2 separate regions of the Arachis hypogaea genome follow, and region 2 is linked to region 1. Evidence: chromatin contacts called from public Hi-C data. All regions are on one chromosome and are shown on one strand. The core of a region is the stretch at or near the end of the contact, and the rest is flanking DNA. Distances in the headings are between cores, read along the strand shown.

What was found. A called contact is a pair of places that touch in the nucleus more often than the background predicts.
Region 2: a contact with region 1 is called in a Hi-C map of leaf, with 2.4 times the contacts expected there. The contact joins the promoter of LOC140176557 here to the enhancer-like site in region 1. A contact is called at or near these places in 2 of 8 Hi-C or Micro-C datasets (both in leaf).

The regions. Positions count from the first base shown.
Region 1 is chr2:12,126,222-12,132,875 of arahy.Tifrunner.gnm2.J5K5, reverse strand. No RefSeq gene overlaps it. Among protein-coding and RNA genes, the nearest start is that of LOC112737817, 29 kb to the left of the region's middle. Within about 2 kb of position 3,580, at least 2 of the 3 cell types and tissues checked have open chromatin away from gene starts, as enhancers often do.
Region 2 is chr2:12,186,450-12,193,103 of arahy.Tifrunner.gnm2.J5K5, reverse strand. LOC140176557 reads right to left here and starts at 2,652. Exons shown (of 2, transcript XM_072208081.1): 1 at 2,015-2,652; 2 at 1,288-1,711. The coding sequence starts at 2,652. The coding sequence ends at 1,288.

The DNA of each region.
Region 1 (6,654 bases), core at 2,331-4,830:
TACATGTTAGTCACTAAAGATTGAAGACAATTTTTTTTAAAATAAAAAATAATAAAAAAATTAAATTAAAAAATATTTTAAACAAGTCAGTGAGACATACATCATGTCAGTCAGTAAAATTTTTAATCTAAGACCAATTATTTTTAAACGAAAAAAATATGAAATTATAACAAAGAAATCTCAAATTTTAAAATATGTCTAAGAAAAAGCTAACTATCACGTCTATATGCAGAAAGTTTTTAATAAAAAATTATTTATTATATTATTTTAATAATTTTATTATATTAATATAACTTTTAATGAATTTTATTTTTTAATTAAAATAATAGTGTATCATAATAATACAAATTCTGGAACACTTTTTTAAATAAATAAATTAAATATTTTATTTATTAAAATATATTATTTAGGAAAGATTTATTAATTTATGTAATACTAATTATTTCTTTTATAATTTTTGTGTCAAAAATATAAAAATTAATAGAATATTTTTTTTTAAAATATGTGTTCAAAAACATAATTAAATTTTTAATTATAGATATTTTTACTTTTTTAAAAAATTATTCTATTATAATTCTAATATTTTTATATTAGCAAAAATTTAATTATAAAATTAAAAATAATATAAAAATTTAATTAAAAAATTATAATAACTTAATTATAAATTTAATAAAATTATAAAAATTTAAAAAATAATTAAATATTTTAATAAATATTAAATTAATGTATATTTTTATGAGTGAAATTATTTTAATTTTAGTTTTACTCAATTATAACTAATAATTTATCCTATTTTTTATTCTATAATGGTATCATAGATGCATCAATTTCAATAGGATTAAAAATTTTACAGATTGATGTGATGTATGTCTCATTAACATATTTAGAATGCAGCTCCGGCACAATATAAAAACCAAGCACAATATAAAAACCAAGTCAAACATTCAACTCAGAAACACGTGTTACACATGCATTTACTTGTAGAGTATGCACATGCAAAATGCAGGTTATACTTTATTTTTCGTATCTGCTATTATAACTTGTTTTTTTTTTTTTTTATCAAACGGACTACGTTTCGGCCATATAACGACCCACATGTAGAATGTAGGTTGTATTTTGGAGCTATTTTTTTCTTTTTCTTTTTTTTAAATGTCAAGTACAATTGCATTTTGCAGTTTTTTATTATCAAACACAGGTTACATTTTGTAGGTTTGTTTATTTGTAGATTCACATTTTTGTATAATATATCATAATACAATATTATTGAATAATACCATTTTTTGTCCTTTCTTAAATTAATTTTTGGTGAAAGGTGGATCAATTTTTTATTTATTTTTTATTTCTTTCTTTTGGAGAGGCAATTTTCAGTTTTTGTTCATTATGAAAAAGTTTAGAAAATCAATTATAATATAAGTTAATTTAAACTAATTTTTTTAATTTTAAATTTTAAATTTTAAAATTTTAAAAATTAAAATTATAAAAAAATTTTTTACTAACAACCAATAATTTAAATGACATAGTCTCTTTATATTTAACTTTTTAAAAAAATATTTTTTTGATAATAAATCTATTTTTAATTAATTGGCTCTCTGCTATTCTAACGAAACTCGTTCATTATTATGTTTTCACATTATTATCATACATTTTAGGGTCACCAAAAATATATACAAAGATATCGAAAGCAAGCTAAATGCAAGGCTCAACAGCGTCTTCCATTTCTCTCGCATGGAAAACTACTCTAGTAAAACCAACTCTATCTTCTATTCCTACATATACTATGCAATCTGCTATATTACCTATATCTACTTGTAATGCTATTGACCCGGCGAGACAGACTACACAAAAAAAATGCATTTGCTGAATTGGAACACCTTAACTAAAGCAAAATAGTTGGGAAGTCTAGGACTACGACATGCAAAGGACCTAAACCACGCGTATATGAGGAAAGTTGGTTGGGAACTTATTGAAAGCAAAAATTTCTTATGGACAAGAGTTCTAGAGCAAAATACAAATGTCGCAATGACATTATTCCACAAGTTGACAGAAGACGCAATGATTCAAACCTTTGAAAGGGGATATGCTCAGCTAGCTTCATGGTTCGTCGTTCTCGAGGGCTCTCGATCCCCTTGTTCACCAATGTTTGCTCTCTTGTCCTGTTTGAAGCGTCCCCGCGTGTTCAGTCTCGCTGCATCCCGCGAGTGCTGGAGGGCCGCCACGTGCTCGGCATCGATGAAACTGGCAGCGGTAAGACCGCCGCTTTCGCCCTCCCGATCCTCTACCGCCTGTCGGAGCACCCGTTCGGTGTGTTCGCGTTGGTGGTGACGCCCACTAGGGAGCTGGAGTTCCAGCTAGCAGAGCAGTTCCGCTTAACTGAGATAATTAGCAATTCCAAACAGCCATCTGAATGGCATCCAAAGAGCCACTGGTGATCTCTAACAAGGACGTGATGAGGAAATGGTCAAGGGACATGATTTTAACATTAAAATTGTTGGTTCTGAAATCACACGTGAGAATGATGGCTTGGCAATGAGTTCGCGTAATGTGCGCCTTTCTACGAAAGACAGGCAAAATCTATGATTTTATTTTATTCAGATATGTATATTTTAATTAGTTCATAGTAGTCATGGTATTTAATATGAAGCACTTGTTATGATAGTAATGATAATTGTAACGCTGAGCCTATAAAGTCTTTATAACTAAAACTAACAAAACTTTTTTTCCCGTTCCATCTGTTGCAGGCACTATCCATAAATAAATCTTTGTTAAAAGCTAAATCAGCAGCAGCAGATGGTCAGGTGCATTGTGAGAAGTTGAGAAACTTAGTGGTCCAATGTATTACTTACTAAGGCTGGTCGACAGATTGATTATGCTGAGGTGAGTTCTTGTGTTCAATTAATTTGGATTATTTAATGAGATCTCTCTATAGTTTAATTACATATTCAACTTCAAAAACATTCAGTCTCGGTTAATATATTATTAGATATTTACAAGTGATGTGCAATATGATTATTGCTAAAGATATCCAAGTTGTATAATTGGTCAGGGAAATTGGATTTGCTTTTATTGCTGTTGTCCTTATTCTTTCTATGGGTGGTCCTGGGAGTTCATTGGACGATTTAACATGATTATGGTTATAAATATTATTATAAATAACAATGTTGGACAAATTTTGAATATAAATAACTTTTTGAGACATTTCATACTTGGATTATATATTTCTCATATGCATGTAGTGGAACAAAATTGTCTTTGCGGTACACATATATAGAGGGAGTAACGCAAACTGAAAGAATACCTATGCAACTCAAAATGCTGTTTTTTATGCACCTATTTCAGTTAGCAGCAAGATCCATCATCAATTTTCTAGAGTCATGCCGTTGGTGTAATCACATTTCAACTTTTGGGATTTTGCCTTGCTGTTTTAAAATAGTCTATTATTTTCTGTATCTTCTAAAATAGAGACATTGGACACTGTTGCAAAAGTCTCTTTTGTTTTCTTTCGCTGTCCCTCACTACTACCAAATACTAAATAGGATACAAAAATTGTTTTTTTCTGGGGGTCTTCACTATCTCTGTCTCTGTCCATACATTGCCCAACCACTATCGTAATGCCAAAGTTTCTTTGGGGGTAGTGTACACTGTGGCTTCCAAACAATCAATTAAGAACATTGAAAAGACACTTTTGTCCCAAGAAATATAGAGAATAGTGAAAAGACATTGACTTAGATGCATGCTAACTAGATATATGCATCTTTTCTGCAGATTGTTGATAAAGAGAATTTGGAGAAAGTGGAATTTATCAATGGCAGCCCTGTTGTCTTGTGTGTTGTAGCATGGTTTGGGAAAGTGAGACTTATAGACAACATGGAAATTAACTTCAAAATAGATGTGAAAAATTGATATAGTTAAGGCACCGTTTGGTTGATGTCTGTGTATGCCAAAGACAGAGACACGGTGGGACGTGTTCTTTGTTTGGCACGTGAGACACAAATTAAAAAAGACACGGTGACACAGAGATACCCACAAAAAACATGTATTTTGTGTCTTTTCAATTAGCTGAGACACTTATTTTTAAGTTGAGACACGGAAAATTTTTACCATTTTATCCCTTCAACCTAATTTTTTTTTCTTCAACCATTCTTCGTTTCCTCTCTCAGCCTCCATTGTTATTGCCCGATTTGGGTTTCAATGGCGTCGCTTCCATCCTCTCTTTGGCGGCACTGTTTGTCTTCTGTTTTCTCCTTGCAGGTGGCGTCACCGCAAATAAGAAAGTCTCTCTGCCTCACCCTTCGATCAGCATCAACAACGACTGTGTAACAATGAAGATGCTCTCCCCCATTCGTATTTTGTTCTTCTTCTCTTCATCTTCTTTTCATTCTTCTCCACTTCTTTCTTTTTTGGTCCTGTCCTTTCATCTTTCCTCATTTTCATCTTCTTTTCATTCTTCTCCACTTCTTTCTTTTTTTTCATTTACTCTGTTACCTTATTCTACTCTCATATTCAATTTGTATTTGTTTTAAAACTTTTTTAATAAAATATTTGAATGTTTGTATTATTCAATTAGAATGTTATTGAAGCATTTTTGTTTATTTTATGAATATTAAATTTCGGATTAAATTTTATTTGTGGTGTTCTTTGCCATGGATGAGGTGATAACTTATTCTGTATTTGGATTGATAGAGATTTGTGTTTGTTATGCTAATTTTTAGCAATTTTGGGTAAATTCTTTATGTTTACGAGGTTGATTTTATTTTGGATGAAGAATTACCAAAAATTAGAAAAAATCTGTATTGGTCTTGAAGATGATGATGCCATGGTAAATTGTGATGATTTTGAAGGGGTATGAAAAGCCAGAAGTGGTGATGGTGATACTGGAATGAATGGGGTAAAATTGACTTTTTAATAAAATTGTGAATGGTGTGTTCTGTCCATGTCTTAATTATCAAACAGAATACAAAATTAATGTCTTCTTGTGTCTATGTACTCTTATGTATTTGTGTCTATGTCTTCATAATTTTAAGACATAAACCAAACACAGCCTAAGCTACCATGTCTCATCGTAGCTCTCAAGGATTCGCCACTTGGTAAATAGCTGATGCACAATGCAATGATACACCATCAACGCTCTGCTATTAATCCTGAGCACTTGGGGCTGATTTAATCTTTCCAACAAGTTACAATAGGTAAAAGAAAGTTAGAATGCAACGTTAGAGTGAGTGAAAAGCTAGGAATCAATTTTTGGCCTCTCAAAACCCGAGGTTACATGTTGCAGAATATGCAGTTTCGGACAGCAATTTGTGAACAAAACTGGGAGCAATCTAGCCACTCAAAATGAGTGAAATTATTTTTCTATGAAACCTTAAGATGTTTAGATTATTCCCCTAAAATTTCAGAATTTTCTGATGTGTGGTTTGGGGGATATGATTTTTAGAAAATGGTCATTTTCTGCAGAAACAATGCTGTGTGAATTCTGGAACAGCAACTTCAAAACCACATATCTCAATACTCTGAAACTCTTTGGAGGTGAAACTAAAGAGGAATAAAATATTAGGATGTCTAGTATTTTATGTCCAAATTTAAGGACAATTTGAATTTTATAGAGAAAGTTGTGTCTTCTGGAAGCAGGGCTGTTCACTGCTGCGACAGCACCCTTTCCTTAAAACAAAACCGAGTAAAGTATTGTTTTTGTCCCCAACGTTTGGGGTAAGTCCTATAATTGTCCCTAACGTTTCATTCGTCCTATTTATATCCACAACGTTCCAAAACTGATTCAATGTTACCCTCCCATTAAATCCATTGATGGAACACTAACGGAGATGCCTACGTGGCTAATTTTGTCCACTGTGGCAAATGTTTTTCCTAGTGACCGTTACTGAGAAACAAAAAAAAAGAAATAATAATTTAAATGGGTGAACCCTAATTTGAGAATGCACCTCTTGTCCCTTCTTCTTCTCACCATCGCCATCTCTGTTGCAGTCGTGGGTGAGTCCATGGCTTCGCAGGCCTCCCAGGCGGAGCGTAGTTGCAGTGCTTCGTATCGAAACAGCAGCCAAGGGAGACGACGGAGAACAACTTGTTACTATGGAGAGAGGCCAGTGCTTGTGACTTCATCAATGGCAGAAAATCCCAGAAGGAGGTTTTGGGGCTGTGTTAACTATGGGGTAAGTAGAAAATATAATTGTTGGGTTTAGCTGTTACTTGGTTATCTGATTTGAATTTTCTTTCGGTTTTGGCCTAGATTGGAGAAGAGTGTGGGTACTTTGTATGGGCAGAGTCAGAAAAGGAGCAAGAAGTTGCTCGATTGAAAAGGAAAATCACAGGCTTGAAGGGTAAAGTGACAACACTTGAGAGGATGTTGACAATGGCAGTAGCAGTAGCTCTGGTTGGAAGGACATGTGCTATGATTTTATTGTGTGAAAAATTGTCACTGACAAGAAATGGGAGGTTTTTTCTGCATTAAGGTTGCAGAACATAGGTGCTAGTGTAGGCTTGTTGGCAATATGTTGTCTGTATTCTGGAGTGTGGCTGTAGGGATTGGGTTGGATCAAATGTAAGATGTTGATTGAATGATTTTGAATGAAACTTCATTGTTACCCAATTTTATCTGTTCAGTTTACATTGTCATGGAACATCATTGAAGTAACTATTTGCAAC
Region 2 (6,654 bases), core at 1,403-3,902, 61 kb before region 1:
TTTCACATCTTTCAAATGCACTCACCAATGAAATCTTTTGCCAATGCAAGATGAGCTTTTTTCAACCCAGGGAGGATAATGCAGGAGCCCTTTCCAACCCAGGGAGAATGATGCGAGAGTTGTATCTTTATGTTTGTGTCGTTAATTAAAGTAGTCTAGTTTAGCATATATTATTATATTGTGTTATGAGTTAGTCCTACATCGTCCGAGTCATGAAAGTTCCCCTTTTTCTACTAGTATAAATATGCGTATGTACCCCTTTTGTTTATGAATTGAATTGATTGAGTTATATATTTAAGCTGTGTGCTTATTTTCCTCTAGGCTCTTTGAGAGTAAGAGGTGCATCCTTGGCTTAGCCAACCAAGGTGGGTTCTTAGCTATTTTCACCATAGTGGGGTTGTTAACCTCGCCAAAATTGGTGACCCAAGCGACGTCCCGACGTCACCACTGTAAATAATGAAATACATGCATGAAGAACTCTGTTTCATTTCGTATTATCCGTTGACGGAAGGACATACATGTCCACCATTTATTATCCTCAAAGACCTAATTATATACTTTTTTTCTTCAAGAACTAATTAGTCCAAAATCAAAATCTTCGAAAATCTAATTGTCACTTAAAAAAAAAAGAAAAGAAGTGGCTATAAACCACATGAGAGAGAGAGAGAGATAGAGAGAGAAAGAGAGTATTGGTATTTAAAAGAAAGAAAAAAAACAAAGAAGAAAGGAGAAGAACATCAACGAAGAGGGAAAAAAAAGGAAAAAATAACAGTGCCATTTTGATCTCGTTGAATTGATATATTCAAATCATCACATTTTGAATTTTAAATTTGAGAAAAGTTTAATAAGAGTTGTGAATAATTAAAAAGAAAAACTTATTATACAAATTTAATCTGATTATTTAAATAACTTGATCGAATCAATACTTCAATAGCACCATAGCACTACAAGTTTACAACATACCATGCAAAACAAAAAAGACAAGAAAAAAGGAAAAAAATGTACATCACAACAAAATTTTTCTTCTTCTTTTTCTACCACAATAGTTCGGTGCAAACCTTACTTATTGTGGAGAGGATGTCACTTTATTTTGACCTTAATACTTAGTACTGACCAATATACATACTTAATCAGACTAATACGAATTTCACTTAGTAGGATTTAAGGTATAGAATGTTTGAAGAAAAGCAAGAACCAATGCAAACACAACAGCAAAAAAGGTAATGTAAGACCATGGGGTATTGAAGTAAGTGTTGTATAATTGAGCCCACCAAGTCTTCCATTTGTTTACGCAATGCTTTTGGATTTGCCACTTGATTTCAGCATATTTATTATTGTAGTTGAGATCTTGTTTAGCAATACATGGCCTAGTTCATTGAAGAATTTGGCCACTTCTTCATCATTTCCAAGGGAGTTTTCTAGGACACCAGCTTCTCTGAGCTCTTTTACATCCTCAGCGTCATCAATGAAGGAATCCATCAAAGAAAAGAAAGAGTAAAATTCGAAACCGTGACGAAAATCCGGACACATCTCGTATGCAATCAAGTTGTGATAGAGATAACGTGTGAGGTCATTAATCACAATCCGTGGAAGCATCAAGTGTCCTCTAAACAAGTTGGAGGTGAAAGAAATGTCAAGCCATTTCCATTCATCAGTTTGGCTTACTTTCACTTGAATACCCGCTTTTTTAAGATCCCCTATGTTCTTATAGCTATTCCAATAAATCTTTGGGAAGAGAGATTCAATTTTATTTTTTATTTTAAGGAATGGTCCTGGAAATACCTTTTCTATTGATGAAATAACAATACGCACACAAATTCCAGGACACCACAGGAACCGTACCTTTACCTCTTCTCGGGATTGACTACCTTTATAAGAGTAATATGAGCGAATACAGTCCAGTATATGAGTTGGTACTTCACTATCATCATCTCGTCTTCAAAAAAAGGTGGCTAAATCTTGTGGATGCTTTGGTAGGCCGCGGAATAGAAAACTTAACAAAAATGTTTCCAACCGAACTGGAGAATCACCGATCAGTAAGTACAACAATTTTGCTGGAAGTTGGTTTTCCAACAAGATAATATCTTTCCATATACACCACAACTGGTCAAACTTTAGCATCACCAGTTCTGAATCATCAACGTTTTTCATGAAATAGAGCAAAGCACATCCATCCACAAACAACATCTGTGCTAGTTCCTTATCGTTGTACCCTTTAGTCACGTCCTCACTGAACATATCTCTTAACAGCTGTATGTGTTGTGTTACAGTTTCATAGAGAAACCTTTTTGAATCTTCAACTTGTCTACCTCGACTGCATGCGAATTGCGTAATATAACGGAACGCCCAAAGGTATTTGAATTGTTGTCCCAGTTGGAGATCACCATTCTGCCGATGGTGATGCATGGGACCAAATGACATCATTTCGGGTGAACAGAAGCTAGCAAAGTTGGGATTTTGACGCAACAAAGCAGGGACCTTTTGGATCTTGGATATGCCACTTGGACTGAGAATATTTGCTTGCACTATTGGCAGCCCAACCCCTAACAGTCGGGTAGCACAAGCCATCTCTTCCAATATTGCCTCCTCAGCATCTTGTTCCACTGAGGAAATCTCAATACCATTTTCAACATCTCTGCCATCCGCATCCATTATCCAACGGTTATTTGCTTTTTCTCTTCTTATTGCGACAAATCAAAATATATTAATTCTTGCAGAGAGGCAATGTCCAATTTAAAAGAAGATAAACTTTTAGGAATCAAGATAACAAACATTCAAAACTTAACTAGAAAAAATGAGTTGATAATCAAATTATTCCTGAAAGATAAGATATTTTTTAAAATTCAGTCTTAAAATTTTTTTTCAATCAAATTAGTCATTTAAAGATTGTGAATTAATCATATTTGTCCTTCAGTCACTCCATTAACAACTTTCTTTAAAAATTGATGTTATAAAACGTCAATTGATAACATATATAATATGTGATAGGTCTAATTGAATATTGACTAAATATGTTTATGAAAATTTATTGATTTAGTTATTTTTCTCAATTACAAAAATCTTATTCCTAATATGACCAAGTGACTAATTTGATAGATTTTTGTAAACATATTTAGTCATCGTCTAATTGAACATGTTATGTGTCATGTATGCTATCAGTTTAACATTTCACATTATCAATCGTTGATGAAAATTATGAGTGGAATAACTGAAGGATAGACATGATTAATTTGTAATCTTTAAATGATCAATTTGATTGAAAAAATCATTCAGAGACAAATTTAAAGAATATTTTATCTTTCAGAAACTAATTTGACTATTAACTCAAAAAAAATATATTGAAACACTTAAAAATAAGAACCACATTTAAAATTATAGATATTAAAATCGTACCGATAATTCACTCAATGAGAATACTCAATCATTGGATCCTTAAAGTTCAATTGTTAGATTATTAGTTGAACCAGTTAATCTGATTATTATTAAATAATTATATAAATTTTTAGTTTTTTATAATAATTTTTTAATTTTATTTTTATATTAAAATAACTATTTTTAATTTGAATAACTAACTAAGTAGTTTATTTCTATTATATTCTTATATATTATATGTATTTATTGAAAAAAAATTAATAAATATCATATATTTGATATTTTTTATTTGTACATTTAGTAGCATTTATATTTATATAATAATTATGCATGATAAAAAATAATTAATTTAAACATAAATGGGTATAAAGTAAAATAATATATAATAAAATTATTGTATGTTTTTACTATATAATTAAGAGTTTAACTACTATGTACCATAAGGATACATGATAAATTTATTATTAGTAAAAAATTTTAAATATTTTTATTTAATAAATATATTAAAAATTTAAATTTTTTATATTTTTAACGAAAATTTTTTTAATTTGTAAACTTAACATGTTCTCTTAGAACACATAATAGATAAATCTCATAATTAATAATTTTTTTAAACCAAAAATAGGGAGACTCGAACCCGCAACCTTTAAGTTAGGGCTGGAAGTGAGTTGAGTTGAGTCGAGTTAGACCAAACTCAAGCTCGACTCACGAAAATTAAGCTTGGCTCACGGCTCAACTCATTAATAATTGAGCTTATTTCGTAAGTTCAAGCTCGACTCAACGAAAACTCACAAGGTGGCTCAAATAATAGGAACATAATTGTTCTTGCCTGAGTAGGTAAAGATATAACTCGGTTCTTGACGAAAGTCGGCGATCCTTCCCAGCGAAATATGGTATACGTCAGTTGACCCGAACAGGGGGGGTGAGTACCTGCAAAGGTACTCCGATGTTTAAGTTAGCAAAAGGATGTATGTCTGTGAAAGCTATTTTTCATGGAAAGATGATCTTACCTTTGATTATCTCCTCGTCCCTTTATATCTATGCGGGCGAGGTTGATTATTGTAATGCCTGAGGAGAGGTTTAATCACATATCTGACGTTATCAGTTTAGAAGTTAATGCTGCTTTTTAAGAAAGGTCGGTTATGATTGAGGACCATGCGTTTCTGAGCTATAACTCGTAACCGATGTTTACTGGTCATATCACAGCCCCCAAGCTTGGCCTGACTTAAAAGAGACAGGTTAAGCTTTTAAATGGCCATTAACGAGTTATAGTTCGGCATATGGAGCCCCCAGTTTAACGTGGCTCATTTAAGTCCTTCTTGTTACATACGAAAAGGCATAGGAGATGGAAGGTTTAGTGGGATTTAATGTTTGTGGTTTTCCATGGCGCGGTTTATTTATTGTTTTAATAACAGTGCGCTATTTCCAATGTATTGTATCAACCGTTGAAAGTGGCTGATTATGAACGGTGGATATTCAACTGCGGAACTGAAAGATTAGATTAAATGGATGGCAAGGAAACTTGGCATTTTTATTTCGTTGCAGTGGGAGATATCTACAGAAGCCTTTAAGGAGAACGAGTACTAGAGGTTAGTGAAATTCTTCTTCTTTTCTTACTATCAGAGGTAGCTTTGTTCATTTTGGTTGCGAAAATGAGTGATAGAAAGAAGAAAGTGTTACCTAAGGTTGAAAATAGTGAGTCTTACGACTGGGTGGACAGTGACGTTCAGATACGGGCTTCCCTATTTTCAGATATGGATAGTGTGAGCAGAGTGAGTTTGTTTAGGATAGTGAAACTAGGGTTTCATCTGGAGTTGTTGCCATGCAACCGGTCCGATCGGGTCTTCCATAGAAGGAAAGATTTTGAGAGTTTTTATATGTACAGTTGCGTTTTGAAAGAGTTGCGTGTTAAGCTTCCATTTTCCAGTTTTGAGTGTGATGTGATGACACAGATGAACTGTGCCCCTTCTCAAATCCATCCTAATGGCTGGGCCTTTATCAAATGCTTTGAAATTCTGATAGAATTTCTTGAAGTGGAGACAGACTTAGAATTATTCTTTTCGCTTTTTCAAGCCAAGGGGGTCTGGAAAGGGTTGTGGATAAATCTGAATAGCACTCCAGGTTTTTCTGTTTTTAAACTCTATAAGTCATCCTTTAAAGATTTTAAAAAAAGTGAAGTCGGTAGATGAGGAGTTCCCTTTTTATCTTGATGAGAACTTAGGGGAGAAATTCCCCATGTACTGGTGTTGTCAACCTAATCATATACTAAGCCCTGAGCTTATCTCTGCTCGGAATGAGTGTATAATATCGTTTCTGATTGAAATGGTGGATAAGGGTGGTTTAGTTTCTGTGTCTGACTTACTCCCTTGGGAGGATAATAAATCAGCTGTGTTGGACTATCTAGGTGAGGTATTTTGTGAATCTAGGCTTTTTAATGTTATACACGTTTGTTCTGGTGATCATTTATATATCTTATTTTATGCATTTTTTTGGTTTTGTTTTTTAGCTGGGAAGTATCCTGGAGTATCGGCCTCAAGCCTAAGATCTCGGTTCAAGGCGAAGAATTTTGAGGGTTCCTCTTCGAATCTCGAAAAGGTGGATGGTGGGGCCGAGGTTAACCAACCTCCAAGGAAAAAAGGAATTGTTTTTAAAAAGAGAAAAACTGATTTGGATGGTGAACAGAGTAAAGAAGAAATGTTGCTACTAGAGGATTTGTCGAGTTTTACCTTGAAGCAGGAGAAGTTGCATGCTTTTAATAATCAAGGAGAGGCCTCTTCTGTTTGGTGTCCGAAGTTTCCATTTAATGTTGTTGCTGATGAGGTTGTTCAATCGTCCACCGATGTTTCTCTTGTGGAGGAGGTCGGGGACATAGGGGTCGATCAATTTCTGCAGGTAAATTCTTTTTGACTCTTGTGGATGTATACCAAAAAATATTACACTGATTTAAGTACTGGCTCTCAAATGACAGGTATTGGGTTTTCGGCTTGCCAATATCGGGCGTAGTCAAGAGAAGAAACACAAAAAGGTCTCACATGATGCTTCTGCAATTGTTACTTTAAAGGAGGAGCTTGTATTAAAAGAGAAGGCTTTGTCTGATCTGAAGCAAAGGTTCGCTGATGTTGAAAGTGAATTGAAGGTTGAAAAGGAAGGTCAGGAAAAGACAGTTGAATTGTTGACGAAGAAGGAGAATGAGCTGGTCGGTTAAGTGACCGAGTTATTGAATTGACTTTGAAAGTGAAAGAAATGGAGATTGCCAAAGAAGGTGACATTCTTGATGCATTT